Regions from separate parts of the Mus musculus genome. Here all the other regions are linked to region 1. Evidence: chromatin contacts called from public HiChIP or PLAC-seq and promoter capture Hi-C data. All regions are on one chromosome and are shown on one strand. Each heading gives the region's core, a stretch centred on a gene start, on an enhancer-like site or on the middle of the called end of the contact. The rest is flanking DNA. Distances are from core to core; before and after follow the strand shown. Region 1 holds the start of Arhgef10 (Rho guanine nucleotide exchange factor (GEF) 10). Region 2 holds the start of Tfdp1 (transcription factor Dp 1). Region 3 holds the start of Rasa3 (RAS p21 protein activator 3). Region 4 holds the start of Cdc16 (CDC16 cell division cycle 16). Region 5 holds the start of Upf3a (UPF3 regulator of nonsense transcripts homolog A (yeast)). Region 6 holds the start of Champ1 (chromosome alignment maintaining phosphoprotein 1). Region 7 holds the start of Coprs (coordinator of PRMT5, differentiation stimulator).

Region 1 (3,946 bases), core at 804-3,303:
TTTTCTAATAAAAGTTATTCTTGGTAAAATAGGTATTTGAAGAGGAATCAGAAGGAAGAGCTGCGCAATTTGGTTCGTTAGCGTCATCGTACAGACCAGTTTTTAACGAAGGGAGTTTCAGGTCCTGAAGGACGAGATAAAAGTCGGTATTATATATATGTACACATATATGTGCATATATGTGTACATATATATATATAATTTTTGTAATATTTATTATTAGTTATGTTTCTATTGCCGTGATAAAGCACCATGACCAAGGCAGTTTATTTGGGCATCTGGTTGCTGAGGGATAAAAGTGCATTACTGCGGGGTGGGCGGAGCATGCTGGGATGGGCGGAGCATACAGGGATGGGCGGAGCATGGCACCGGGCACAGTGGCTACAGTAGAACACTGAGAACATACACCTGGAGCCACCAGCAGACATGCATGAATCGAAGAGGACATAATCTGAATACTGCACAACTCTGAAACGTCAAAGATCATACATCCTCCTTCAGGGCCGTACCTCCTAAACCTACCCAAACAGCACTCCAACTAGGAACCGAGAATTCAGGCATCGGAGCCTGTGGAGGGGGGCGGCATCCTCATTCAAGCCACAACACCTTTACCTATGTATTAATTCAGCATTTACTGGGGATCAAACCCAGCCTGCTGCATGCCACACCCCAGTCCTGCCTTCTTGTTTATATGAAAAAATCTCATTATTGGAGCCCAGGCTGGCCAGACTCAAGATCCTTCTAACTCAGACCTTCGAGTGCCAAAATAGATTTTTTAATAGTAACCAAGGCTGTGGGCGTAGCTCAGCAACAGAGCATTTGCCTGGCAAGATGCTCGGCAGTAGTAAGGAGCACCTGCTGAGTATGTGCGAGGGAGGACCTAGAATCAAGAAAGAGTCACCTGACAATGAAATGCTGTCCCTTGCCCAGATTCTAAACACAGCTACACAGCTTACTGTGTGGTCCAGCCAAAGAAAAGAAGGAAAGATTGCTGCCATTTGAGTCCAGAAGAACCTCTTCCTCCAGCAAAGGCTGTAACTGAGATGCATCCTACGTTAGAGTTCACACCAAGCATGTCTATTGCCCTCTGGGAAATCAAAACATGGTGTCCCACAGTGTCCAGGGTGCCCAACCACCTGCTTTTATTTACTGCACACCAGATCAGGATCTACCCTAATTATTGAGCAATGGTGGGTAGCAAAAAAACCTTACCCCAGCAACAACTTCACCCTAAAGGGGATCCTAAGGATCTTAATTCAAACATCCCAAGATGACTTCTCTCATGCAATTTCAGCGACCTTTCACCCTTTCACCCCACATCTCCAGGTCAGAGGCTGCAGGTCCCTACTGCACATACCCTTGAGCCTTACCCTCAGGCTATGGGACACAGTGATGCTGGGGACTGTCTCCTGTCTTGGCCGAAGATTCACTCAAGTTGGGCGGCTGCTCAATGCTCTGTGTCTAGGGACACCCATCGAAGTTGGGGGACTTTTTGCTGCCTTGTGTCTGGGGATAACCATTGAAAGGGAAGGCTGCATGCCGCTGAATCTATGCCTGAGAACACCTAGGGCATAGGTTGAGGGGCTGCTTCTGTCTGTGCCTAGGGGCCACCTGCAAATTTGTGGGTGCTTCTTGCTTCCCCCATGTCCATAGACACTCACTAAAGCGGGGGGTCGGGTAGGGGTTGCTGGGCCTAGAGAAGGAAACACCGGCCAGATTTGGGGGCAACTGAAACTGAAGTTGGGAGCTCCTTGCCGTCCTGTGCCAGAGACAGCGCTGAACTGGTGTTGGGGGGTGGTTACTCGCTGCCGTCTGTCACTGTGCGCAGTCCCGCAAACCCAGGGTGGGGTTTAGCTACTTCGGGGACCTGGGTAGAAGTGCAACTTTTAAAGCAAAGAAGCAACCCGTGCAAGCGGCCTGGGACGGGACTTGGGGTCGCCGTGCTCACTCACCGAGGGACCGGGCGCCATCCGCCGTCTGCGTCCGCCAGTTGTCCCGCGCCCCCCGCGCGCCCCGCGCGCCCCGCCCGCGATGCGCTCCCACCCCGCCCGCCAGGGAAGCCCCTCCCACCTCACCATGATTGGCCGGAACCGGCCGTGCTTCGTGCTCATTGGCCAGCGTTCCTGCCCGTTCCTCGGCCGCGCCCGACCCTCGCGCCAGCGCATTCCTGCGAGGCCACGTGGCCATCAGCCCCCCTCCCCTCCCCGCCCCGCCCCCAGCCTAACGCCCCGCGCCGTGAGTAGGAGGGATGCTGCCTACCTTGCGCCCCCGGGGACAGAGGGGGCACAGAAAGGACACCAGCTTGTAGTGCCCCAGAGTGGACGCTTCTCCCCTCAGACTCCTGGTCACTGGGAAATGGCGCGGGGCCAGATTGTGTCTCCCGATCATCCGCCCTCTGTTAGACACTGGGAGCTGCGCTGTCGCTGGCAGGGAACACAAGACAGACACTCCACCCATCGTGACCCCAGAGTCTGCTTGCTCTCTGCAGATCCTGGTCAGGGCTCCTGTGGGAAGGGGGCACTGAACAACACTTCACTCCATCTCTGGCCCTTCTCCCCCTGACCACCTCTCCCATCTTGGGTCCCACGGGCAGTGGGGCACAGAACGGATACCACACCCAGCATCCACTGTTCCTTACAGACCTACAAAGTAGGGGATGCCAGGAGAACAACCCATCCGACCTAGAGCCACCCTGCCAGCCTAGGCGGTCCTGGCTGGTCAGGGTCAGGGGCTCCTCGTCCCGCCAAGTACAGGAAATAGAAATGCCGACCAACCGTGACCTCAGCTCAATACCTTTCCAGGCGCTATTACAGCTTGCCTGTCACCGGGAGGCTCTTGTTTGCTGAACCGGAGTTCCAGCTTTCCATAGCTCTCTAAATGCAGGAAGCGATGCTGGAGAGAGCTTAGCTAGCCTTTCTGCTCATGGCTGAGCCTGGAAAGGGAGGCGCTGTGAAGACCAAGAATGTGGGCCTTGGTGATATTAAAGGCCTGCAGGTGTCTGCATAGAAAAGTGCTGGGATATTCTGGAAGAGCCCTTCTGGGCAGTTGAATGTGCTTAGCACGAACCTTTGTTTTGTGCATGTAGAGGGAAGCAAATCATTAAATTATTAAAGGAAAGCAACACCCATCAAAGTGCTAACTGGTACACGGCTAGGGCACATAGCAAACATGTTCCCATACTGGACTGTCACATCTCCCACCAACATGGTTCATAGAAGTTGCGGAAACCCCGGGGTTCTTAAGTCTCTAAGTCCACTCAGTTACAGAATGAGTTCAGAGAGAGGTTTGTTCCACAGTAAGTGTCTATAGAGCTGGTATGCTCTGTAGCTAGACATTTCTCAAACAGACTATGACTAGGTAGGTCAGATTATAGCCTAGGTACGGTGACACCTCATAGCTGTTTGGAAGTAGCATTCACTAAAGTTACAGGAGTGGACTGTGTTGAACTCTCAGACCTGTCTGAAATGACAAGACATTCCTGTTGTCTCTGTGGAAGACCTTTGGGTAAAGTACCCAAAGAACTCCCAGACTAGAGTCGTGAAGGACATTTTCTAAGGAGCGTTGTGAGAGGAAATAGGTCTGTACTACAGTGTTCTCCGCTGGAGTAGAGAGCACACAGCATCCTCTCTCCCCCCAAGGCTGTAGACGAGAGAAGGATTACATTAGGAAGCCTCGGGATGAAGCTAGTCAGAAAGGAGTTGGACCGGCTCAAGTCCTGACCAATCTATTATAGTATCACACATTACCACGTCTGTAAGTCCACAGGCAGGAATCTGAGACTTTCTGTTTTAGGTCTTCTTTGACCCATGGGATACTAAGAACAGTTAGTTAGGCTTCATTATCAAACACTGAGGGATTTTCTTTTAATTAGTATGTAAATGCACCCATAAATACATAAATATATGTGCTTACATATGTAAAGCTTAATTCCACTGTATGATTTTAA
Region 2 (3,946 bases), core at 754-3,253, 1.6 Mb after region 1:
TGTACATAGACAACAGATATAACGAGATCAAGCCAGTGCCATATGTAGTTGTGACTTCAGGTGACCTACACAAGGTCTCTCAGGGTGAGACATGACCCCCCCCCCCCCCCGGCCCCCAGGAGCAGGTCCGGTGCTCGATGACCAGAAGAGGGTCTGTTCCATGCGGGCCAGTCAGGACAGGACTCCGCACCTGCACCACGGTTCCGCTACACCTGGGCACAACTCTAGCTGATGCGGCATGTCTGCCTGCATTTCCAGGGCTGCACAGAAAAGGCATGAATCTAACAGTCACAGAACAGTGGACACTGAGGAACACTGGAACGGACACGATCAGTGTTGGAGGGAGTTAAAGCAATACTGCAAAAATGTATGTATGTGACCAACAATACAGACTGTATTTACAGCCTTAAAACCTAATTGTCCATACCTGTTTCCCAAAAAAACTTCAAAACGCTCGGTAGCTTCGTGATAAATATGAAGCTAAACCAACCAGCATTTCCACGGTGTTTCATTAATCACCAAATGTCATCTTTCTGAGAAAAATGTGCCCAAACAAGTAGTTGGGATTCAATCCATCAAAGCTGGATTACGGTCTTACGTACTACATAAAACTAGTACAGTGTAAGTTCCATGTTGACAGCTCTCCTGTGTGGAAACCCACTAACAAACAACACCCTCTCACACACTCATAACTGAGAGATGTATTAATTTTTTTATTTTATTTAAGCAGTTTAGATAAAGAAAAAAAAATCAAGACATCATCATCAAACCACGAAAAAAAAAACAAAAAAGAAAAAAAAAACGTGTCACGCTTCGGATGACAAAGACCATTTGTGCAGAGGGGAGACACCCACCTAACGACTCTCGCCATCATCCCTCATCTCCATCCCAGCTCCTGCCTGTAAAATGTCTTGGCCAACCCACTGCCACACACGTATGGCCACTCTCAAATAAAGGGAGAAAACTGCAACGAGCTGTGCCAACATGTCTGCAGCATGCAGCGACCATACTTACATCTTTTGCCATGTTACCAGATCCAGGAAATCAAGGCTTTAACTGCGTACCCTCCACAGAAGAAACCGTACTTATCTGGTTAAAAAAAAAAAAAAAAGAAAGAAAGAAAGAAAAGAAAAAAAGGGAGGGGATGAATAATGAATGAGAATGAGAAGAAATTTAACGCACATCGCATTTCAAAGGAAACATCTCCCCACCAGCACGAGGCAGAGGCAGGCCTCCAGGCAGCAGGGGCCTTTCTTGCACAATCCCGACAGGAGAGCTAGCCAAGCAGGTCCCACACGGGGATTTTAAGTCACCTCTCTAAATGGAAATGCTCCCTGCGGGCACCAGCAGCTCCCACCGGCAGCGGGGCCAGACCCCGGACCCTTGGCTGAGCGACGCGCAGCCGTCAGGCTCACCCCACCTGGGCACGCGGGCCCCGCCTGACCACAGGCCCCGCCGAGGCACAAGGCCCCCCACTTGGGCACACGACACTGCGTGGCTCCGCCCGGGCCGCGGCGGGCACCCCCCACCCCGGGCTGCCCAAGACCCCGAGGGGCCGCCGACCACTCTGACAGGTGGGCTCCCGGCCGCCCGCCCGCTCGCCCCACCTGTCACTAGGCCCAGCCACCAGCCCCGCGCCCTGGCGCGGACAGAGCCGGAGGGTGGCCAGGACCCCTGCCCGCCGCCCACGCCACGCCGCGTCGAGGCCGACTCCAGCTGAGGCTGGGCGGCGGGCGGGATGCGACCGGACGCGGGAACCGGGCTGGGGCGGGAACGGGGCCGCGCGCCCAGCCTGCGCCCTCCCGCCGCGACCGGCCGGTGCCCCCGCCACACCTGGCTGGCCGGCGGGGCGCGCGGGGCGGACGACGGGGGCGCGGAGGCGCCGGCCCGGAGGTCCGGCCCTGGCGGTCCCTGCCCTGAGCCAGCGGCGCCGGGACGCGGGCTCACCCTGGGCCGAGCGTCGGGCCGGCGTGACGTGCGCGCGGCGCGGTGACGTGGGCGGCGGCGGGCCCGCTGCGCGCAGCGCGCCTGCGCGCCTTTTCGCGCCTTCGGCGCCCTCCTCCTCCTCCTCCTCCTCCCGCCGCTCATCTCCCGCGCCTCTCGCCGGTGCTACCCGCCCTGGGAGAGGGGCGGGGCCTGCGCGCGCGTGCGCGTGCGGCGGGACCCGGCTGGAGACCGCCGACGCCGAACAGCGCTGCGCGCGTCTCCATGTGCGCTCGGAGAGAGGCCACGTGTGTGCGCGCCTCTGTGTGTGTGTGTGTGTGTGTGTGTGTGTGTGTGTGTGTGTGTGTGTATGTGTGTGTGTGTGTACACCAAGGGCCAACTGTATGCATATCTGTGTGCATGCGCAGGGAGTAGAGGGCCACGTGTTTGGCTCTGTGTGTGCGCGTGTACCACGCGCGCCAACGGTGAAAAGAATGTGGTGTGTGCCATACCTGCATGCACACGTAGGGAAAGGATCATGTGTGTGCACACCTGTGGATATGCAGAGTCTGACTGTATACACGTGTGTGTACATGGAGTATCAGTCGTGTGTGCACGCCTGAACATATATACAGAAGAGAACCCTCTGTGCAAACATATGGAAACCTATGTTAATGTCTGCGCACTGAAAAAAAGCAGGCGTGTGTGTACACATGAGAAAAAAGAGGTCAGTTCTGAGAGTGCTTTAAAGTACCTGCATGTGCACACAGGGAGAAGAATCTTGTTCATTTACACAGAACAAAGTAAAGACTGTTCGGATGCATACTGAACAATACAGAGACAAGATCCCCCACCTCTGCTCAACTACTGACCTCCACAGCCACATGCCCTGAGCCTGGGCTGTCAGTGATTCAGGGCAGGAAACAGCCTGTTAATCAGGTGTGTATGCATTTGCGCCTTTCACTTCAGAAACCTTCTGCTTCATCCCAAGAGGGGTCTGGTAGACCCTGAGCCTTGAAGACTCAGTCCATCTTAGAGGCCACTTCTTTAAGACTAAAGCTGGAGAGCCTGGGAGGAGAATAGGCTGGGGCTCACAAATCAGTCCAAATGGTTCAGATAAAATGACACAACGTTTCCCAAGAATATGGGACTGAAGAGCAGGGCAAAGTTAAGTACTATCAGAAAACTGTTAATGTGAGTGACCGGATTTTATTCTGGAGGAAAGGTCAATTTGACTCCCAAACTGACAGATCTTTCTCCGTTACCTGGCTGCCTCAGTCCCATGACTCAGCCCAACAGCCCTTCTTTAGCATCTGGCCGAACTGTCCGCCAGCAGCTGTCCTGTTTGAACACTGCTCAGCGGCTTTGAGGAAGCAGCCCTGCAACCACAGCTGCTTATTGCTGAAGCAGAAGAGGCGATACCCAGGCATGAGTGTGTCAATAGCTTGCACCAGAAATACCCAAGGCATGAGTGTGTCAATAGCTTGCACCAGAAATACCCAAGGCATGAGTGTGTCAATAGCTTGCACCAGAAATACCCAAGGCATGAGTGTGTCAATAGCTTGCACTAGACTCTTTGCCATCACAAGCTCTGGTAAGCTCTAGTAGCAGTTTTCACCCAGAATTTGGGGTTGGGGGATGAGGGGTTCAGGGGGAGGGGGAGGGAAGCATCTCTACTGGCCAAGCAGAAAGACTGTGACTGGTGCAAACATCCTTCCCACACCCCATTTCTGACTATATAAACAAGCTATTTGACTCACCTTTTCAGTGAGTTGGGAGAATCTTTTGTCCAATAGAAACTTCTCTCAAGTGATGTTACACAATTTTTTTATTATTATTTCTACAAGCTAGACTGGTAGCATGAAGAAATAAAGGACAGAACGTCAGCGGAGTGGTGGCAGCGGCAAGGGGGACTCTGAAGAGTGAACAGGGCACGCACAGCAGCACACAGAGGCGATGGGACGACAGGCAGAAGAAATAGGAAGCCATTCAGAGAAGATAAAGCACGCACCAGGACTGAAGA
Region 3 (3,946 bases), core at 545-3,044, 1.2 Mb after region 1:
TACCACATCCTCTTTGATGCTGATGGTTACCAGCTTTCCTGTCAGCTCCTGGTCCCCTTTCTGCCCCTGTCCTCGCTTTTGTCAGGGCCTAGCTCTGCGGCAGCTCAGGGTTAGCTCGTCTAGTCCTTCTACGGGCATCTGTCCCTGTGGGAAGTGCCAGTCTTGGTCAGGTGGTCTGGAGTGGGTAAGAAAGAAGGCTGCACAAGCCAACAGACAAGGCAATAAGTAGCGCTCTCCAGTGGCTTCTGCTTCTGTCAGTCCTTGCATCCAGGTTCCTGCCTTGACTTGATGATGAACTCTGAGGAAAATAAACCAATTCCTCCCCAAGTCCTTTTGTTGGAGAAGGGTCTACTACAGGGTTTCTCTGTGTACTTCTGGCTGTCTTCAAACTTACTCTGCAGATCTGGCTGGTCTTGAATCCAGAGATCTGCCAGTCTCTGTCTCCTGCACTGAGATCACCACCTCTCCCCTCCCCATCTTATTTATTTATTTATTTATTTATTTATTTATGGTTTCCAAGTTGTTTTTGGTCATGGTGCTTTATCACAGTACAGCAGCCCAGCTAAAGCAGTCTTTTGGTGATTTTGTGTCCTTCCCCACCACCACCCCCATCCCTGTCCAGTCATGTGCCTCCTACCCAAGTTCTCTACCACTAAGCTGAGTTCCTGAGCCGGAGATTCAGGGTTTTAGATGTGTTAACCCAGAGCGGCTCCCTCTCTTCCCAGTCAGAGCCTGTCTATGGCACAGCAGCTTCTGGAGGGTTCCAAATCAGCTTCTCTGGAGTTCCAGCACCTTCCTGGGTGTCCTGCCTATACACTGTATTTCTGCTCTTTGGCTGCTGGTGAGAGAGCTACCGTATAGCACCAAGGGATTTTTGTGTCACACCTTTCAGTTGGTGTATCAATGACCTAGCCTCCTGACTCCTCAAGCGATGCCACTTCCGTTTTCAGTCCTACCGAAAGGCAGGCCTCCTTCAAACCCACTGCAGAGGCTATCTCTACCGCCACTCCCCACCCACCAGGGCCTCTGGGAGACACTTCTGTGACTACTATAAGGAACGAGGGACTAGAGCTCTTGGCCCTCTAGGAAAGCTGGGAGTTATGCCAGCTGCAGGAAAAACTTAGTGGAGGGATCGGGGATAGGACCTCACAGTATCGTTGTAGAGATACAACAATTCTAAAGTTGCATACCAATCAAATTGCCAGTAAGCACCAGGTTTGAAGGTTCTGGAATGCTAAATTCAAGGGCCGCGTTGAGGCTGCCCAAGCACACCACAGGGTAAGCAGGGACTGCTTGCTGGGCACAGGGTCCACTTGCCCTCACTTTGACAGCATATCACCTTCTGATTTCTCCAGAGCGATCGGCAGGTGTCACTTTTCTCAGTCGCTGAAGCTGGGGCTAGAGGAAATCTTTTCCTTTCATACCTTTTGTTTGAATATAGCTTTTTAGATTTTAAGTGCGAGTCGGTCTTACGGGACCTGGCGGTCAAAACACAGATCAATACTCACGATCTCTCTTTGTCCCAGGTCCAGAGAGACCGGACCAGCGAGGGCTGTGAAGAGGGACCGCTTCAGGGGCACTCCAAGGCAAGTCCCTTCCGATCCCGCCTTAGAGTCCGCCTCCGCCTCCTTACAGACCCGACCAATGGAATGCAGTGTTTGACAGTAGGCGGAGTCGTACTACCCCACCCCATGCAGAGCCTTAGCCAATGAAGATCGGGGCTCTGGCGAAGGAAGGCGCCCGCAGCCCCGCCCCCGAGCTCTGCCAATGGAAGGGCGCGAGGCGGTGCACCCGGTCAGAGCGCGGACCGCAGCGCGCGGGGCTCTGGGGGCATCCGCAGCTCGGCTCCGTCTGCCGGCTTCTTCCCCTGTCTTGTCCCCCTTCTGCGGCCGCGCTGCCGGGCCCTCGCGCGTTGGCGAGGTCGACAAGCAGCATGGCGGTGGAGGAAGAGGGACTGCGGGTCTTCCAGAGCGTGAGGATCAAGATTGGTGAGGACCGCGGTGGCGTGGGCAACTCCCCAGACCCCTGTTCTTGGTATCCGGCCGGGCTGGACCGGCTCCTCGTGTTTCTCCGCCTAGACTGCCCGGTTCTCCGTGGCATTGCGGGGGAGGAGGGACCTGTATCAGGGGGCGTCTGTTTGTGGGAGTGAGCGCGCGTGGTTGCCTGCGTGTGTCCGTGTGCGCAGCACCGCTCCAGATCCCAGGCGCCTGACTTTACATGCACGAGCACGCGCGGATCCGTCTGGGTGCTCCCACTTCAGGGATCGGGTCTACTGATGTCAGTCTCCTGGTGTCCTCTCCACAGTTGTGCGCAGGAACTTATTTCCCAAGGAGGGGGCGCCCCTTCACCTTTTCGGCTGCTGCAGGCTTCGAGGCCGTGCACGCGCGCGACCGTGTGTGTGTGTGTGTGTGTGTGTGTGTGTGTGTGGTGTCTGCGCGCTGCAGGCCTGGTGATGGAGCCACCAGCACCTCCCCCTCCTTTCATTGAGAACTGGCCGTGGGAGCTGTGGCCGGCAGGCCTGGCATTCAGGCTGCTCTGGGCTGGTCGGGACTTCGGCAGCAACGCTAGGAACGGGGAGTGAAGTGGAACTGGAGAGACCTGGAGAGGACTTCCTGATTTTTTTTTTTTTAACCTGGAGATTTCGTTTTTCCCAGTTGTTTTTTATCTTGTGAGTGACGTGTGAGTCTACTTCCTTACAGTGGTTTTCTGAAGTGACCGTTACACATCAAGTCATTAACACACTGGGCAGGGGCCAATTTTCTTGGAAGGAATTCTGGGTCCTAGTGCACCGTCCCTGTAGTCTTTTCCCTCTGAACTGCGCCCCACATTACTGGCCTGTTCCCATGTGAAAAGGCCCCTAGTGGGTGGCAACAGTCACAGCCTGGTGTCAGTTGTTGATGACATTCGATGCTGTCTGAAGAATGCCAGCTACTCGCAATCAGCGTGTTGCTTCCTGTCCGCTTTATTTTGCTTTTGAATCATCGCCCGAGACAGTTTGATCTTTGGTTCAGAAGCGCTGCGGAGAGCATGTGGTGTTTGGGCTGGAGCAGAGGGCACGGGAGGGATTTCTCTTGCTCTTATGCCTGGAATTGCTGTCAGTTTCCATCTGAGGAAAGGGGCTGCTTTCTGTCCTCTGTGGGCAAAGACTACTTGTGTGAGGGTGGCCAGCTTCAGTTTCCTTCAGCCAGATCCTCTGACCAAGTGAGTCCACCAGGCTCCAGGGGTGCTGTGCCCTTTTGCTCAAGGATCTGGGGAGGTTGCTGTGGAATACTGCTGGGGCAGAATCAGGTCAGTTGGTGAGAAGGGTCCAAGACTTTCTTTCCCTTTCAGTACAGTGTGCTTGCTTCAATCCTAGCATCGGCTACTGTGCACACAGGGAAAGGTTTTAGTTCCATTCAAACAAAGAGGATTTCTTTTCCAGAATGACATAGTAAATAAGACAGGAGGGAAGGAAAGACTTCAGTCTGTCTGCCGGAATCGGGTCTTCACTAGGGGAGCAGCAGAGGGGACAAGTCAGAAGGTCCCTCCTCCGTTGCTAGACGTTGAATAAGGGTATGATTGGAGCCTTCATTGCCTCTGACTGCATAGGGGGATGGTGGCAGTGAGTGAGGTTGGGTAGAGGCGTCTCTGCCTTATCTTTCCTCATCATTTTTTTTCTCAAGAGTATTTACCTGCAGGGCTGCTCAAGAGGGGTGGCCCTGTGCTCTCCGGATGGCGTATGCAGGGAACATAGTAGCTCTGCAGATAGATCCTGCCCTCTCTGGATGGAGTATGCAGGGAACATAGCTCTGCAGATAGATCCTGCCTTCTGTGTCTGAGCACAGATGTGTGTTGGGTTCGCCTTTTGGAATGCAGAAAACATCGGTAGCAACTGGATTGGGTTTGATGTTTCTTGGCTGCCCTGCTTGTTTGATATCACTGGGGTCCCCAGGGAAATCTTATCAGA
Region 4 (3,946 bases), core at 987-3,486, 1.2 Mb after region 1:
GGGCTATACAGAGAAACCCTGTCTGGAAAAACAAAAAACAAGCAAAATAACAAAAAATTTCAAGCAAACAAAAGCAAAACCATTACAATGAGAATTTAAGAGACCAGACAGGTGGGCAAGAGGTGGGAAATGAAAGATTGGGACTTGAAGTGAGAGCCTTGCTCTTAGGCTGAAGAGATGGCTTGGCAGTTAAGAGTGCCTGCTGCTCTTCCAAAGAACACAAGTCTGTTCCCATTGCTCAGAGAGCACTTCACAGTGCCTGGAACTTCAGTTCCAAAGAATCCAATGCTGCCTTCCGGTTTCTGGAGGCACCCACACTCATGTGGCACACACATAAACACATAAATAAAAATAAAAAAAAAAAGCTCTTAGCCAGGTGTGGTGGGACACACCTTTGATCCCAGCACGAGGTAAAGGTAGGCAGATATATGTGAGTTAGAGCCAGCCTGATATACCAATTGAGTTCCAGGACAGCCAGGGCTGCTACTTAGAGAAACCTGGTCTCAACAGCCCCCGAACCCCCAAGAAAAACCCAAACCAACCGATAAAACATTTTTTTTCTCATAAAAATAAAAAATTGGAGTTCTTTTAAACACACACCCAACATGAGGCCCCAGTGGCGTTTCCGACATCTCCCACAGCTTCGGTACTTACTTTGTCCAGCTTGCGTGACCGGAGCGCATGGGCTGCTCGGTGGTACTGCGCTGTGAGGTAAAGGCACTGAGCCAACCAATAAACATCCTGGGGCTCCTCTGAGGGGCAAAATTACACAAGTGGTCAGAGGCTCATGGGGAGCTTTCTAGAGATTAATTAGGGGAAATAAATTGCATGTCACTCACCATGAGAGAGTGAAGCTACCTTGTCTGCCCAAAACAGAGCACTTTGATACTGTTGCTGCATACAAAAAGCAAACACAGGGTGACTGCTGTTGCCCCCACAGTCGACTAATATAAATCCACACACCAAATCCACCACTCACTACAACACGTTCTTAGATGTAGCACGGGGCCCACCAATCACCTGTATTTTACAGCTCAGCTAGTGTGAGTTTTAGGTCGTCATTACCGTAAGAACTTCATATATACAATTCAAGATAGCAGTTTAACTCATACACTACCAAAAATGTATCAGCTAGTATCTAAAACAGTGCATAAGCGATTGAAATGCAGTCATCTAGAACTTCTGATACTGACATTTATGTAATAACACTTCCCACAAGCTCAAATGAATCCTAAAGTAGCATCTAGCAGAGCACTAGATTCAAATATTTCACAATTAAACCCATAACCCTTAACAGTCACTGGTCATGGGCAATGTCGCCCCCTGTAGTCAACTCTAACAACACTTAATCTGACAGCGGAAAGACACTCAGGAATCTGTCCTGGTTAGTGCTGATCCCTAGCTCTTACTGCCTCTGCCTCAGTTCCTCAGGATATAGTCAGAACAGGGTAGCCCAATGAGTAGCCAGGAGAAAGTCTTATGGACCCGAGAATCTGCTCTGAACAGATGCCCCCAGAGTGAAAAAAGAGGCCCACATTGTCCTCTCTACATCTCAGTGCCAAAGAAAATAATCACAAACCGACTGCCCCTTAGCACGCAGCCTTCCAGCGAAGTGCAAACCTCTGGCTCATTCACTTAGCATCTCTTCCGTTTCCCATTTATCGGGAGAGCAAGCATTTTAGCAAAAAACCAAATGACATGACAATGACGTGGACCCCAGAGACACCCCTTCCCTCGAATAGTCCCGGCTTGTCCACTCGAGAGCAGCGCGGAGGCTGAAGATCCAGCACGGGGTATTGTTTCCAGTCCTAACTGGAGACAGCTAGCTTGTCTTCCCAAGTATTCTGTCCAATAAGAAACACAACTAAATCCTCCCAAATGTCCTACGGTCCGGCCAGATTCCAAGGTCCCAGTGCAGCCGTCCCAGCCCAGCCCAGCCCTGCTCCCGCAGTCCACGCAGGATCGGAGCCATCGGGGCCGCGCTCCCCGCCGGGCCCCACCGCCCCGAAGCCCAGCGTCCGGCCCCCCGCCGCGCACCTGGTCCAGGTACTGCCGGACGCGTTTGCGCAGCGGCTCCAGGTTCATGGCCGCGAGGCCAGGGCAGGCACCCGACGCCCTCTCGAGCCTCCGCGCGCCCCCGGGGTGTCGAGGGACCCAAGCCCGCCGACCACCGCCCGGACCAGACCCCGCGCGCCACACGGCACTTCCGCTCCGACAGGCCCTACCCCGGAAGTCCCGTGCAAAAGCGTTCCCCCCGTCGGGTGTGTGCCCACTCTAATGGTTCCGTGGCGATCTTGGGCGCCAGCTCCTAGTCCTAACCTGTTCGCCTTTGTCCGGGAGGGAAAAGGGATCTAGCGGGACTCCGTGCCTTCCGGGAGTGGAAGAGACGCTTCTATAGCTACCCTTCTCCCTACCGGATATTTTTAAGATCGAATTTTTCTCTCTACAGTCCTGGGTGGTCCAGAGCTGTCCCTGGGTACCAGACTGGCCTCTTACTTTCAGACTCCTACACACACACACACACACACACACACACACACACACACAAACACACCTCCTTGGGTGCTGGAAATAAAGAGGTCCATCACCACACAGGGTATTTTGTGTTCTTAAAATTCCATTCTGTGCACTGTGCAGCCTTTTGAAAGTATAGAGACTGGTACCACTCAAATGTTCTGCTCTCACCCCTGTGAGCAGTTGGCTGCATCCTTTTCTGTGAATGACACATATGTATGACAGGGTAATATTTTAAGGACACACACACTTTTCCTGTCTTCTCCATTTGTAGGTAGTGATCCAACCGTACTTATTGACTTGAAGCGGGTGTGTGGTAAGGCATAGTTGACCATATTTACGGCTGTTTTCATTCATTTTACGAATAGAATTGTTTTATAAAGGAAATTTGTGCTGTCACCACAGATGGTAAACATCAAAGACAGGAATTTAATCTTTAAGTCAGATGTTATTCAGAGAGCTAGTTATCTGAGAAAGAAGCGGATTAACATTCTAACACCCCGTCTTTTTATCTCATCTCCAGCCAAGAAAACCTTATAAAGAGCAAACAAAGGCAATTATTCCAAAGTTTAATACTGCCTCTGGTCAAGGGTCAGCCTTACTCCTGAGATTATACTGGTTTGTGTCTCCGTATGTCTCCTGCACTTCTTCCTGTTATTGCTCTGTGCAGCTGGGTTTGCACCGTCCCAGGCTGCCGAGACCTTCATTGTTCCTGGAGAGACACTTGGGACAAACAAACGATTAGCAGTGTGTATGTGTTGAGCTATTTGCAGAATGCATTGCAGGTTTCTTTACGACAGTACGAAGCACAAGTGTATGCTTGCAGAATATTAAGGAGCCCCATCTGCCTCTCCTGTCTGCAGTGAATTTTCCTGAATTGTCTTGAGTTTCCCATGATCTCTCTGTAAAGCCTACAACAACACTATGGAGTTCCTCTTTTCCTTTGTCTTCCCAGATGTAGCGACTACAACATATCCTACCTAGCATATCCTACCTAACATATCCTACCTAGCATATCCTCCTCTGCATCCTTTCTGTACTTTGTCTGTGTGTGTAATTACAAATATATCTCCTCTTCTACAAGCAAGCTGAGAGGTACAATATTTCATTCTGAGACGTGCTTGGCTCACGAGGATACTTTAAATGCTTTTCTTCATCGGAAGCCACCTTGTTCTTTGCGATGTTTTATAGAGTTCTCCAGTCTGTGGCGGTAGGTCCCATGTGACAGAGGAGAGCTATAAATGTGGCCCAAGGGAATAGTATAAACTTCCTTAAAACACTATGAGGTTCGTATGTGGTTTGTTTTGTGTGTAACTCAACTGTGCAGTTCTCTAGGATAAACTTTGTGGCCCAGTGTCAACAACACCTGAATGTTTCTTGTTGTATCCATCAGAGTAGGTTGAGCTATGATGCAATCCCTTTATCTCTTGCC
Region 5 (3,946 bases), core at 594-3,093, 1.1 Mb after region 1:
AAGATATAGCCGTCAAAACGGTCTCTGAACAGCAGGATGTCATCAGGGTTCCTAAAATTAATGTATGCTCTGGAGTAGACATGAGGATAAAGGCTGAAACCGAGGCAACAGTGGTTAGTAAAACGGACGGCCCTTGATTCTGCCTTATCTCCTATGAATAAGCAAATACTTTTTCATGCCCGAGAATCACGTCTCAGTAAATTTTAACAATTTGGATATTCCTTAGCAAAAAAACAAAACAAAACAAAACACCCCGAAGATAAAGCAACCATTAACTGAAGCCTTAATTATCCAGGACCGCCTCTTCTGTACAGAGCCAAGGGTAAAATACTAGACTCCAGAAGTCACCATGCCATGGGTACTTTTAGAGCCATTTCTGGTACATCTGAACAAGAACGAGACTTGTCTAGGCTCCTTCATGGATGACATGCTGTATTTTGAATGGGTGTCAGACCACGTACCAAGGAAAAACTAAATCATTCTCCCCGTCTCACACACAACTCTTTTCACAGGTAGGAACGATTCCATTCCATTTCACAAAGAATACAGAAGTTTAGAGAAATCTGTTGTTCGTACAGAGGGTGCAAGTTACAAGCTGGGACCGGAATTGCACACCGAGTAATTGCACACTGTTCTTTTAGCCATTTTTCTAAACTTCAGCCACCTGAAAACCACCTGTGGTTTTTCAAAGGATACCCATTTAATTATTCATATTTTTATTAGAATAGACTTTAAAAAAAATAACAAAACAAAATTGGTATCCCAAAGGAAAGCGTATATGACACAAATGAGAAAGAATACCATAAAAGGATATAAAAATAAGTATCGTGGAAAACCCACGAATTCCTGTGGCACTGACATCTGCTGCTTAGGTCAGCCCTGCGTTGCTCGCATCCCCACAGGCAGGGAACCTTCTGGCTGGGTGGTGGTGCAAGCAATGAGAGATTCCACTTCTCAGGGCTCAGTTACTGGTCCCTCACTAGGGAAAACACTCCAGACTCAACGTGTGTAAGGGATGCAGTCCGGTTTTGCTCATCATACAGTTTATTAAAAGCTACGCCGAGGAAGGCATGGTAACGGGCTGACGAGGTGACTTGCCCGCTCCTAACGTGGGCGTGCACTGACAGCTGGGAGGGGACTGCAACTGCGAGCGCCCGCGGGGTCCTCCATCCTTCACCAGTGGGTGTCCCGCAGCAGCCCTCACCTGAGGTCCGCAGCCACCACCTCGAAGTAATCGTGCGCCGGCAGGGGGCGCAGTTGCTCTTCCAGCTGCTCTTTGGTGAGGCCCGGGGGCAGACGCCGGAGGACCACCTGGGATGACCATTGCGTTCACTCAGGTGCTGCCGCCCGCCACGCCCACTCAGCCTGAGGTTCCCCGGAGCTCGGGGGACCGCGGCTCCCCAGCTCCACCCCGACTCGCTAATCCTAGTCCAGACTGCTCGCAACAGCCCGCATCACTTCGGAGACTAGGCTCCGCCCCTGAGATGAACAACCCGCCCCGCCCTCCCCAAGCCCCGCCCACCGGGGGGCTTAGAAGCCGTCCTCTCGCGAGACTTGCGGGCCCCGCCCCCACCTTGCTCAGGGCTGTCCTCTTCTCCTCGCGAGGCTTGCCGGCCCCGCTCTCACTTAGGGTCGGGGCCGGAGGCGCCGCCGACTCCTTCCGCGGTGACTCGCGGCGGCAGTGGGTCTCTGAGCTCGATAGTTTCTCCCTCCAGCTCGGGCCCCGCGCAGCCAGGGCTGCGCCTAAGCCTCCGGCCCCCTCTTCCGAGCGCATCCCCACCGGCCGGCCGGCCGCCGCCACCTCCGCGAGAACGAAGCCTCGCGAGGACTAGGCAGCCCCTCCCTTGGAATTCGGTGTTCAGTGTCCCCTCCCCGGCCCTGACAGGGAAGGGGCGGTGCCAATGCTGGCCCGCGCCTGTAGGGGGCAGCGCGGCAGTTTTTAAAAGACAGCGGACGTCCTAGAACGGCGGCGACGGTGAAGGAGATCGGTGCTGCCAGCCACGCGGAGAGCAGATGCTCACTCCGGACGTCCCGTGCGCTGCTGACCTGCGGTGGGGACTGGGAGCCCCCGGTCCACCCGGAGTCACTGGGACAGTACCGAAAGTAAACCCGTCGCTCTCCTCGCCCCACTCTGCCCTCCGCCTCCCTCCTACACGTTTTCTCTGTTGAGACAGGGCTTTGTGTAGCCTTGATTGTCCTGGAACTCACTCTGTAGACCTGGCTCTCCTGGAGCTCAGAGATCCTCTGCCTCCTGGGATTAAAGGCGTCTGGCTTTTTATTTTTATTTTATTTGTAGCAGATATACGAACAATACAGTTTTCCCATGTGCTCAATGATGTATAGCACCATTCTCCCTACGTTAATGGTAAAGGAGAATGAGAGATTTTCAGAAATCGATCGTGGCACTCCTGAAATGTGACGTTTTAAATAAGCCAAAGACTCAAAACCGTTTAGGTCTGCGTCAAACAGGCCTCAAACATCGAGAGTTCTATAAAAGCCTGGGCAAGAGCGGTTTTCCAGTATTTCGTGTTGCAAAGAAAGCTAGGACTGAGCCCATCACTTGAACCAGCTCAGTTTGGAATAACCAGTTACACTGACCAGAAGTTCTGATAGCCTCTTAACCTTTATTAGGAAGAAAACACACGTGTGAGAGGCTGATAAAAATGTGGACGACGAGTTGTCAGGAAAAACCAACCCATACCCAGTTGTTAAGATAGTACAAGGTCGATGGATAGTAACTTCACAATGGAAGAAAGTTGGAACATTACAAGCTTGGAGCCAAAATTATCTCGGGCTGGCTTTTGCCCCCTTAAAGATAAAGCCATTGACTGTCCTCCTGTGTGCCTGACCCAACACCCTTTCACCTGTCTGGCAAACTGCTGGTTAGTTTATGTCAGCTTGACTCAAAATAGTCACTTGGTTGTGAAGAGGAAAGAGTTGAGGCATTATTTTCATCAGATTGGCCTGTGGAACAGTTTCTTGACTAATGGACGTGAAAGGGTCCCACAGCAGTTGGACCTTGCTTGTAATAAAGCCAATAAGCATTCTCTGTGGCCCTGCTAGTTCTTGCCTCCAAACTCCTACTTGAATTTCTTCTCTGATTTCCCTCACTGAGGGATGTGACCAGAGAGCTAGAAGAGGAACTAAATCTCTTCCTCCCACAAGTTGCTTTTGGTCAGTGTTCAGAGTGTAATGAGTTGTGGAAACATGAAAGATACCATTGAAAGAAGAGAGACATTATGAAGTATCAGAGGGATACCAGGGATGTTCTTGTGATATTTGGATTAAGAATCTACCTTTATTGGGACAAATAATGATGGTTAGCTGGGGATGAAGAATCAGTTGTGATTAATAAGACCAGCATCATCAAAGTGCAATTTTCTGGATATACTTCCTAAAGGTCAGCACACAGACACTGCAGTCCAGATGCAGTCAAGGCTATCTCAAGCAGGAAACCTGACTTGGTAATGTGTACCCCACATAGTGGAACTGATTGTGTAGGCATGAACGCTGCAAGATTTAAGAGGTCACAGAAATGAGCTGAGATTGAAACTGGAAAGAGCCAGGAGAGGCAGTAGAAACTCCAGCATGCTGGAGATGCTAGGACTGCAGGACCATGTCAGGTGAGGAGTGGAGCCTACTTAAGCCTACCAGACAAGCTGTGAGTTGTGGATGGCAGAGCCAGCCTGAGACATGGAGCTGCCCAAGTCCCCTGGAGCCCGGAAGATCATGAGTAAGTCCCAGACATTAGATTATAAATTATTTACATTACTGGATTTTGCTTTTGTTTTGATCCACTTTTAACTGTGCTTTGGTTCTTTCTTCCCTCTTGGAATAACTACTTGATTCTGAGACTATAGTTACAAGACTGGATATTGTTAGTGTCACTGAACTTTAACAAGTTTTTAAAGATGGAAACTTTGAAGGTTATACTTTATATTGTTGT
Region 6 (3,946 bases), core at 1,022-3,521, 1.0 Mb after region 1:
TGAGGTTTTTCTTTTCAATTAAAAAAAATAGTTTTCATACAGTATAGTCTGATCACTTCCTATCCCTCACTCTTCCCAGATCCTTCCCACCAACCCAAGTCCATGCCCTTTCTTGAAAGTAATTCTTCAAGGGCTTGACTCTTGAGTCTTTGCTGAACAATGTGCCTAGACTCCAGTGTGGATTCCAGCACTTCTAACACTAACTGTAAAAAGACTCTAAAAGTCTGCGCGCTGGTCCCTGGTGCACTCTGGCATCCGCACCTACTCCCTCCCACTTTCTTCCTGGAGACCTAATACTAGTTATGGACAGTCCTGCTTTGTTTCTTGACACAGGGTCTCTAGGCCGTCCTAGCTGTCCTGGAACTCATCATGTAGACCAGGCTGGCCTCCAACTCACAGAGCACCACTTTCCCCTGCCTCCCGAGTTCTTGGACGAAAGGCATCGAGTCACCATACCTGGTCTTGATAGTCCCTTAAAAATACACTTTGATATATGTTTTATGTTAAAACTCCAACACAGAACATGTGTGAGCTTAGTGGATATGTAAGCTACACTAGTTGCCAACTTAACACACCTGGGATACAGGAACCTCACCTGAAGAACTGTCTCCATCATAGTGATTTAATAGGCATCTGTGGAGCATTTTCTTGATTTATGATTGATGTGGGAAGCACAGCCCACGGTAGCAGGTACTGTCCCTAGGTGTGTAGGCCTTTGCTGTATAAGAAAGGGAACTGAATTGTGAGTTTGGGAACAAGCTAGAACACAGCTCTACTCTGTGTTTTCTGCTTGAGTTCCTGCCCTTAATTCCCTCAACAATGGACTATAACCTGTAAGATGAGATTGATCCTTTCCTCCCCACAGGTGTTTTTTGATCACAGCAACAGAAAGCAACCTAGGATGTTGGCACTATTAGTCTACGTATATACTAATAAGACTGTTCTTTCTTTTTTTAAAAAAAGATTCATTATTATACATAAGTACACTGTAGCTGTCTTCAGACACCCCAGAAGAGGGCATCAGATCTCATTACAGATGGTTGTGAGCCACCATGTGGTTGCTGGGATTTGAACTCAGGACCTTTGGAAGAGCAGTCAGACCTCTTAACCATTGAGTGATCTCTCCAGCCCAAGACTGTTTTTTCTTATTATTATTTTATTATATATAAGTACACTGTAGCTGTCTTACAAATGGTTGTGAGCCACCACGTGGTCACTGGGATCTGAACTCAGGGCCTTTGGAAGAGCAGTCAGTGCTCCCAACCACTGAGCCACCATCTCTCCAGCCCATAAGACTGTTCTTTATGAATAGCCTTTTTTTTTAAGGTTATACATTTTTGACTGGTTGTTTTTCTTTAAAAACTACAACAACAACAACACAAAGCACAAATAACCCTTACGTTTCTACACGTTTTCCAATTCCATTAACAACTTGTGTTGATCAGTGAGCTAATTTGTAACAAGTGTCACTTTTTTGTTCCCAAGTCCTGGGATGGAACCCAAGGCCTCACTCTTGCTAAGCACGGGCTCACCATCGAGCCGCAGCGTCAGCCTAATTTAGGAGATCCACAGTTTACAGGAGAGACAGTGCATGGCCACGTGTGTGCCACTAACAGTGTAGCTAATGGCTCTGAGTTCCTTGTGTTCTTGACAAGCAAGATCCGTTGACCTGGGGGTAGAACTTCTGGGCACCGAGCGATCTTTAGATTAATTAAATGTTTGGGAATACTAGATTGGCACCGGTTTACACTCCACAGTCAAGTGCCAAAGCGCTGGCCCTTTCTCGGGAAAACACCCCGCTAGGCTGCAGCCATCCATCCGAAAGGGTACCTGGGCGAGGCTAAGCCCGGATACGGTCCACGTCCAGAGACCTTCGGAGCCTCGGGACAGCAGCCCTAAAGCAGATTCCAGACCGATACCGCCCCCTCCCATCCTGTGCGCCGCCACGCAAGAAAAACACAAGGCTGGCCCCGGAGGCGGAGAGCAAGGATGAGGCCACCGGGCGCTCCGGCCTCCAGGCCGCGCCAAGCGCACCACGGCGCCCGCCCTCCCGCCGAACCCTGCAGCCCGTACCGAGGCGCCCGCCCGCCCGCTCCTCACCATCCGGCGAGGCGTCCTGAAGTGAAGAGGAGGAAACGCCCACAGGAAACTCTGGGCTGGCTGTGCGGCCTCGGGAATGGCGGCTGGACGCAGGACCAGCCGGGAAGTACCGCGCGCTCGCACCGGAAGTGCCGTCGCGTGCCTCCGGGTCGCCCCCTTCCCCCGGCCCCTAAGGTTCCCAGCTGGGCTGTGCCGGAGGAAGCAAGGGCCCAGCCCCAGGCCTGGGCTTCTGTCTCTTTGCTTAACCCCTCTTTTGATTGTTTGGGTTTTTTGTTTGTTTGTTTGTTTGGTAGGTTCGTTTTGATTATTTTTGTCTTTTGATTTGTTCCTTCCTAATAAGGATGCGTTCATTCATTCATTCCAATAAGACATACTGTCTAAACTAGAAATACAAGGCAAATACAAAGCTTTTCGAAGGCAGTAAACAGGTTTCATGTCTCCAAACACAAAACTCTAAAAATTGGCTTCAATTGCAATTGAAATGTATTCACTTTTAGTTTTAGTATTAGTCTGTTTGCTTTGAAAGATTGTGAGGACCTAGTTTACCTTACTTTATACACCTATGTAATTTCTTAAGCTTTTGCCTTTTTGTTGTTATTGGTGGTGGTAGTGGTTTGATTCCTTGCATTTTGGACTTGAATGATGATAGAAATGAACCCAGGGCCACCTTATTTAAGCATCCCACGCTGTCTGACACATAACACATTAGTGACTTTGTTTTTTTTTAAGACCGTCTCTCCCTATGTAGCCCTGATATCCACCTGTCTCTGCCTCCTTTCAGGTGCTGGGCTCAAAGGCACGAGCCACCACAAGCATTCCTAACCCACTTTTGGGAATCCATGACCGTTTGCACCAACAGTCACTGTCTAAGAGTCAGCAAGCACACTTCTTGATCCCAAGTGCTGGGATTAAAGGTGAGTGCCGCTAGGCATGGTGGTGCACGCCTTTAATCCCAGCACTCGGGAGGTAGAGGCAGGCAGATTTCTGAGTTTGAGGCCAGCCTGGTCTACAAAGTGAGTTCCAGGACAGCCAGGGCTATACAGAGAAACCCTGTCTAGAAAAACAAAAAAAATCAAACAAACAAAAAAAAAAATGAGTGCCACCACTGCCCAACTTGTTTTCAATTTTTGAGGTGCTGGAAGTCTAACCCTTGTTATTCTAAGTGAGGATGTTTGGCACCTTCAAGGAACTTAGGGGAGGAAAGGGTTTACTTTATAAGATACTGAGGAAACTCAAGGCAGGAACCTTGAGTAAGCAGAGACCTTGGTGCTATTCCTAGCTGGCTTTCTTCTAGATGGCTTGTTACCTTCCTTATACAGCCTAGGCCCACCTGCCCAGGTACGGAACAGCCCCCAGTGTGTGGGGGTCTCCCCACATAAGTTAGCAATCAAGAAAATGCTCCACAAAAATGCCCACTAGTGCTCTTACACTCTTGCCTCTCTTGCCTCTCGCCCCCTTGTTCCTCATCTCTCCCCATTCCCTTCCCCTTTCTCTCCATATGTTCATGGCTGGCCTCTGCTTCTCTGCTCTCTCCTTCTCTCTGCCTCTCTCTGCCTCTGCTACCCTCTTAACTCCCCTCCCCATGCCCTGAATAAACTCTATTCTATACTAAAAAAAAAAATGTCCAATAGTCAATCTGATGCAGAAAATCCCTCTGTTGAGGCTCTCTACAGATATCCTAGTGCTCTGAAGAATAAGGCCAGGGCCCCAGGCTGACAGCATCTGATGCTGAGTCCTGAGGCAGGTCTGAGGAATCTAGCAAGTGCCCAGAAGGCACCAGAACTGCTTCTGGCTGGAGAACCCCATTGTGAGAATTATACTGTAGTGGACAGATGATTTTGCTTGT
Region 7 (3,946 bases), core at 869-3,368, 1.0 Mb after region 1:
TATGGTGTGTAGATTCTTTGTACACAGTAGGTAGAAATACTATTTGTCCACGTTGGAGATTGGCTACTAGAATATATTCTTTGAAATAGAATTGTTGGTCTCCAAAGTACCCTGAAATGTAATTGGATTAAGATTTTAAATAATCCCGAAGTCCTGAGTTCAATTCCCAGCAACCACATGGCAGCTCACAATCATCTATGATGGGATCCGATGCCCTCTTCTGGCATGCAGGTGTATGTACAGATAGAGTACTCAAACATTAAATAAATAAATAAATAAATAAGGCAAGAAGATCAGGAAGAGAAGTAAACACCATAATTCAGGGGTGGCTAATGTCACTAAATGTTGACTGAGACGGGAATAACCAACTGTCAGTCTCCACTTCTTGTATTGATTCGCAGATGTGTCCTCATTTAAACTGCTATGGAGGCGCTGGCCTGGGTGTCTGCTTACACAAGATGCAATAGGCTTTCTGTCCTTGTAGAAGAAGACATTTCATCCTTTTTAGTTTACAGGACAATTATCCATCTTTTTGTCTTTTTTTTTTTCAGTAAAATTATGTTGCTCAAAAAGGAGCAAGTACGTTGTATAAGCATGTCTTGTCTGGGAAGATGGATTTGTAGTTTCTAAGTCATGGCAGTGCGTGCTATTTTTAAAGCTTGTTATCATTCGGTGCAGATTTCTCTTTCAGTCAGAGTGTGGTGGCTCACACGTGTAATCTCTGCACTTGGAAAGCTGAAACAGACAGGAAGATCTCGATTTCTAATTGAACTTGGGCTGTCTAGCAAGACTCCTGTTCAAAACAAAATTGGAAGGTAAGTAAACATTTCTGATTCCTTTCCCCAAGCTGCTGTGGGAATAGCAATCATGCAGTGGGAAGCAAGTATCTCCTGAGAACAGGTTAGTCAAACGCGCGCTTGTGTGTGTGCGTGTGTGAAATCTATTTGTGTGTGTGTGTGTGAACGTGTGTGAATGTGTATGGGTGAATGTGTGTGTATATGTGTGAGAAATGTATGTGTGAATGTGTGTGTGAGAAATATATGTGTGAACGTGTGTGAATGTGCGCGCGCGAATGTGTTGTGTGTGAACGCTCATTTGTATGTGTATATGTGTGACAAATGTGTGTATCTGTGAATGTGTATGTGTGAATGTGTGAATGTGTATGTGTGCATGTGTGTGTGTGTGTGTGTGTGTGTGTGTGTGTGTGTGTATGTGAATGTACCTAAATACAATCTGCTCAGTCTATACAATGTTACTTGCATGTGTAGGGCTTCCAGGGCAGACCATTGGGTACTGAATAACCAACCACTGAATACTGGATAACCAACCACTGGGTACTGGATAACCAACGGTACTCTTCCTTGGGGAAGGCTATCTCTCCCACTCTCAGCAATCCTTAGTTGCCTATAGTTCTGTGTGTAGGGTTGAGGCTTTGTGAGCCAATTAGCATGTCTACTGGTATCATCTTTGTCCAGCTCCTGTTCCAGTAGTCATGTGGGCAAAACTTTTTAGCTGTAGCCTCTGACACTCCTAAGAGAAACGGAAAACGGAGAATTATTCAACAAAGTCACATTACTGACTTGGAGCACTGGCTTTTGACTCTAAGTTCCTAACACCACCTTGTTTTTGTGGTGGCACGTTGTTTTGCTCCTTTATCCTGGTTCCTTGCAGATTGACTTTAAAGACGATCATTAAATCAAAGCAGCATGTCTCCAGGCTGCTGGGTTATCATTTCAGATCATTTCAGGTTGCTGAAGTCCCTCATTAAGGGATGCTGTAGTGCGGGTGCAGCCTGCAATCTGGAAAACCCTGTGATTGGGTAGAGAGAAAAGTGATGGAGCCCATCGGCTGTGACTGTGTGACACCCGGGTGGGCTCTATGTGTCATTTCACAATGCAGTAGGAAAGCCCCGTGTGGCTGGGATGGCTCAGTGCCCAATCAGGCCTAAGGCTCGAAACCAGCACTAGAGGTCAGAAAGAGCTGTAGAGCCTGCGGTCCCGCACAACAACGCAGGTGGGCGTGCCGTCCGGCGCTGCCCCTGCGCCGCCCCGCCCCCTCGGTCGCCGCGCCGCCCCACGCCGATTGGCTTGTCCGCAGCCCGTCGGCCGTCACGTGCCGGAGCGTCCCAGGCGCCTGGCTGTGGGCGGCCGGGCATGGACCCTCAGGCAGCCACCGGTCGGGGCCCGGGCGAGCGGAGTTCGCAGGAGGCCCCCAGCGCGGAGGTGAGCGCGACGGGGTGGGGGACGCGGGCATCCGCGACCACCCAGGCGGGAAACCGCGGGGTTCACGCGCTGCCGGGAGGCCGCTCACCCGGGAAACGCCGGGGCCGCGCGAGTGCACGCAGAGAGCCTGGCCGGTAACGGCAGTGGGCGCGGGAACGCGCGCGGACCCGAGCCCTAGGCTGTGGCTGGCGCTGAAGGGAGAGGGACACTGGGGCTGCTGGGGAGCATCTGCGGGAGTGAATGCAGGGAACGCGGAGCTGGCTTCCCGGAGCCGGCTGCCCTGAGCCCGCTCCAGCCGCAGGGGGCTGGGTCAGGTGGGAGCTGCGAGGAAACGGATTTTTTTTTTCTCACCTTGAGGACCTCTGGCCATTGGTGGGGATGTGTAGCTGACCTTGGACGCCAGATGTCACCCGTGCTTTTTCCCATTTGATGAAACGAATGGTCCCCTTGTGACACGGGTTTTCAGAAACTTGTTTTTAAGTGCGCGCCATACAGCCTTTCCCCATGACCTGCCCGTATTGCATCCACCTACTGCGAGCTTCTTGACTGTAGACATCCTGTTTCCCAGAAGCCGCACCTATGCCTGGTGTATCCTAATTGGATGAATGAATAGAACGCTTACCAGAGCCTCAGTGATGGTACTTGAAGCTGCTATTCAAGTACCAATAGATTTGCAAAGAAAATCACTTTTGCAAAATAGGAGAGTGATGTTGTTAGGGCGGATCTGGAAAGGATGTTCTTGGGTGAGAGGGTAGGCCCAGCAAAGGTCTGGATATGAGAAAGGGCAAGGCAAATGGCCTTGGAGCTTGGGTCGGAGAGCAGGCTTCTTACAGAAAGGAACGTGAGAGTCAATATGAATGGCATTGCTGGTCTGTGATGGCAGTGGAGGGCTCGCGAAGCTTTTAAGTGGAAGGGTGAGCAGGAGTAGGGAGATAGGCGTGAGGTTCAAGTAAGAGGTCCAGCACCATAGGGGGCAGCAGTGGTCTGTGGTTATCACGGACTACAGGAGATAGAGTCATTAAAGCTCAGGGGTGACTAGATAATGAACGGTAATTAGGGTGAGTGCTAAGTACAGTTTATTTACATGCAGGATGAAGGCTGGAAAGACAGCCATGGTGGTCTTACAGAGTTTGGCTTGGCTCTTAGCACCCACAACAGATGTCTCAGCCCTCTGCAACTCCCTCTCCAGGGGATCCTCCTGGTATATTCACACACACACAAATATACACAAATAAAATAAATATTGCAATTTAAGTCAAAGAAGTGTTACTTCTTGCAGTCTAACAGGTGGTTTTGTTATTATTGTTGGCTTTATTGTAATATTTTTGAGACAGGGTCTCATGTAGCCCAGGAGCTGGGCTCACTCTGTGGCCAGGACTTCTGATCCTCCTGCACCTATCTCCTAAATGCTCAGATTACAGAGTGGCCCACCATGCCTGGTTTTATGTAGTGTTGGAAAAATCAGTGTGTAGCTTTGTGTACACTAGGCAGACACTTGACCAACTGAGCTACGTCTCCAACATATGTTAGATGTTTTATAAATATCCTCCATCATACGACCCCTGCCAGATCAGAACAGCCATTCCAGTATCTAAAGGTCACAGCCTACGTGCATGGTGGGGCAACAACTGACATCAGCCTGATCATCCAAGCCCTGGACATTACTGTTTCCACTGCAGAGAGACCTTGGGGGGAGTAAAGTTTGGGGAACTTTGAGGCAACAG

The links. Promoter capture Hi-C pulls out the DNA fragments that hold promoters and counts their contacts. HiChIP or PLAC-seq counts read pairs in DNA pulled down with a chosen protein or histone mark.
Region 2: a contact with region 1 is called in a promoter capture Hi-C map of embryonic stem cells, with 6 times the contacts expected there. The contact joins the promoter of Tfdp1 here to the promoter of Arhgef10 in region 1. A contact is called at or near these places in 2 of 39 promoter capture datasets (the 3T3-L1 cell line and embryonic stem cells).
Region 3: a contact with region 1 is called in a promoter capture Hi-C map of liver, with 3 times the contacts expected there. The contact joins the promoter of Rasa3 here to the promoter of Arhgef10 in region 1. A contact is called at or near these places in 4 of 39 promoter capture datasets (embryonic stem cells, hippocampal neurons, liver and 1 more) and 2 of 115 datasets of contacts at active chromatin or transcription factors (embryonic stem cells and thymic regulatory T cells).
Region 4: a contact with region 1 is called in an H3K27ac HiChIP or PLAC-seq map of embryonic stem cells, with 4 times the contacts expected there. The contact joins the promoter of Cdc16 here to the promoter of Arhgef10 in region 1. A contact is called at or near these places in 6 of 39 promoter capture datasets (3T3-L1-derived adipocytes, embryonic stem cells, hippocampal neurons and 2 more), 1 of 484 Hi-C or Micro-C datasets (the N1E-115 cell line), 5 of 115 datasets of contacts at active chromatin or transcription factors (embryonic stem cells, large pre-B cells, pancreatic cancer cells and 1 more) and 2 of 9 other capture datasets (liver and macrophages).
Region 5: a contact with region 1 is called in a promoter capture Hi-C map of the SN4741 cell line, with 5 times the contacts expected there. The contact joins the promoter of Upf3a here to the promoter of Arhgef10 in region 1. A contact is called at or near these places in 8 of 39 promoter capture datasets (the 3T3-L1 cell line, the SN4741 cell line, cranial neural crest and 5 more), 5 of 484 Hi-C or Micro-C datasets (the G1E-ER4 cell line, Th1 cells, cortical neurons and 1 more), 4 of 115 datasets of contacts at active chromatin or transcription factors (embryonic forebrain, embryonic stem cells, extraembryonic endoderm stem cells and 1 more) and 3 of 9 other capture datasets (adipose tissue, embryonic stem cells and liver).
Region 6: an H3K27ac HiChIP or PLAC-seq map of embryonic stem cells shows a contact between it and region 1, with 4 times the contacts expected there. The contact joins the promoter of Champ1 here to the promoter of Arhgef10 in region 1. A contact is called at or near these places in 7 of 39 promoter capture datasets (the 3T3-L1 cell line, cranial neural crest, embryonic stem cells and 3 more), 8 of 115 datasets of contacts at active chromatin or transcription factors (astrocytes, embryonic forebrain, embryonic stem cells and 4 more) and 2 of 9 other capture datasets (adipose tissue and liver).
Region 7: a contact with region 1 is called in a promoter capture Hi-C map of embryonic stem cells, with 6 times the contacts expected there. The contact joins the promoter of Coprs here to the promoter of Arhgef10 in region 1. A contact is called at or near these places in 11 of 39 promoter capture datasets (the 3T3-L1 cell line, cranial neural crest, embryonic stem cells and 5 more), 3 of 15 datasets of contacts at CTCF or cohesin (the NIH/3T3 cell line, large pre-B cells and pro-B cells), 1 of 484 Hi-C or Micro-C datasets (the HL-1 cell line), 11 of 115 datasets of contacts at active chromatin or transcription factors (the NIH/3T3 cell line, astrocytes, bone marrow-derived macrophages and 7 more) and 3 of 9 other capture datasets (adipose tissue, liver and macrophages).

The regions. Positions count from the first base shown.
Region 1 is chr8:14,909,770-14,913,715 of GRCm38.p6, reverse strand. It overlaps Arhgef10 (Rho guanine nucleotide exchange factor (GEF) 10), which reads right to left and starts at 2,053. Exons shown (of 29, transcript NM_172751.3): 1 at 1,953-2,053.
Region 2 is chr8:13,336,808-13,340,753 of GRCm38.p6, reverse strand. Tfdp1 (transcription factor Dp 1) reads right to left here and starts at 2,003. Exons shown (of 12, transcript NM_001291765.1): 1 at 1,948-2,003; 2 at 1,015-1,089. The coding sequence starts at 1,026.
Region 3 is chr8:13,675,435-13,679,380 of GRCm38.p6, reverse strand. Rasa3 (RAS p21 protein activator 3) reads left to right here and starts at 1,794. Exons shown (of 24, transcript NM_009025.2): 1 at 1,794-1,988. The coding sequence starts at 1,934.
Region 4 is chr8:13,755,946-13,759,891 of GRCm38.p6, reverse strand. It overlaps Cdc16 (CDC16 cell division cycle 16), which reads right to left and starts at 2,236. Exons shown (of 18, transcript NM_027276.3): 1 at 2,038-2,236; 2 at 840-894; 3 at 655-752. The coding sequence starts at 2,085. The region is part of intron 1 of Gm46032 (a long non-coding RNA gene); the gene reads left to right.
Region 5 is chr8:13,783,512-13,787,457 of GRCm38.p6, reverse strand. Upf3a (UPF3 regulator of nonsense transcripts homolog A (yeast)) reads right to left here and starts at 1,843. Exons shown (of 9, transcript NM_025924.2): 1 at 1,574-1,843; 2 at 1,205-1,311; 3 at 1-93. The coding sequence starts at 1,774. It overlaps Gm46032 (a long non-coding RNA gene), which reads left to right and starts at 2,402. Exons shown (of 2, transcript XR_001778519.2): 1 at 2,402-3,733.
Region 6 is chr8:13,867,966-13,871,911 of GRCm38.p6, reverse strand. It overlaps Champ1 (chromosome alignment maintaining phosphoprotein 1), which reads right to left and starts at 2,271. Exons shown (of 2, transcript NM_181854.2): 1 at 2,101-2,271.
Region 7 is chr8:13,888,443-13,892,388 of GRCm38.p6, reverse strand. Coprs (coordinator of PRMT5, differentiation stimulator) reads left to right here and starts at 2,118. Exons shown (of 4, transcript NM_025556.3): 1 at 2,118-2,222. The coding sequence starts at 2,154.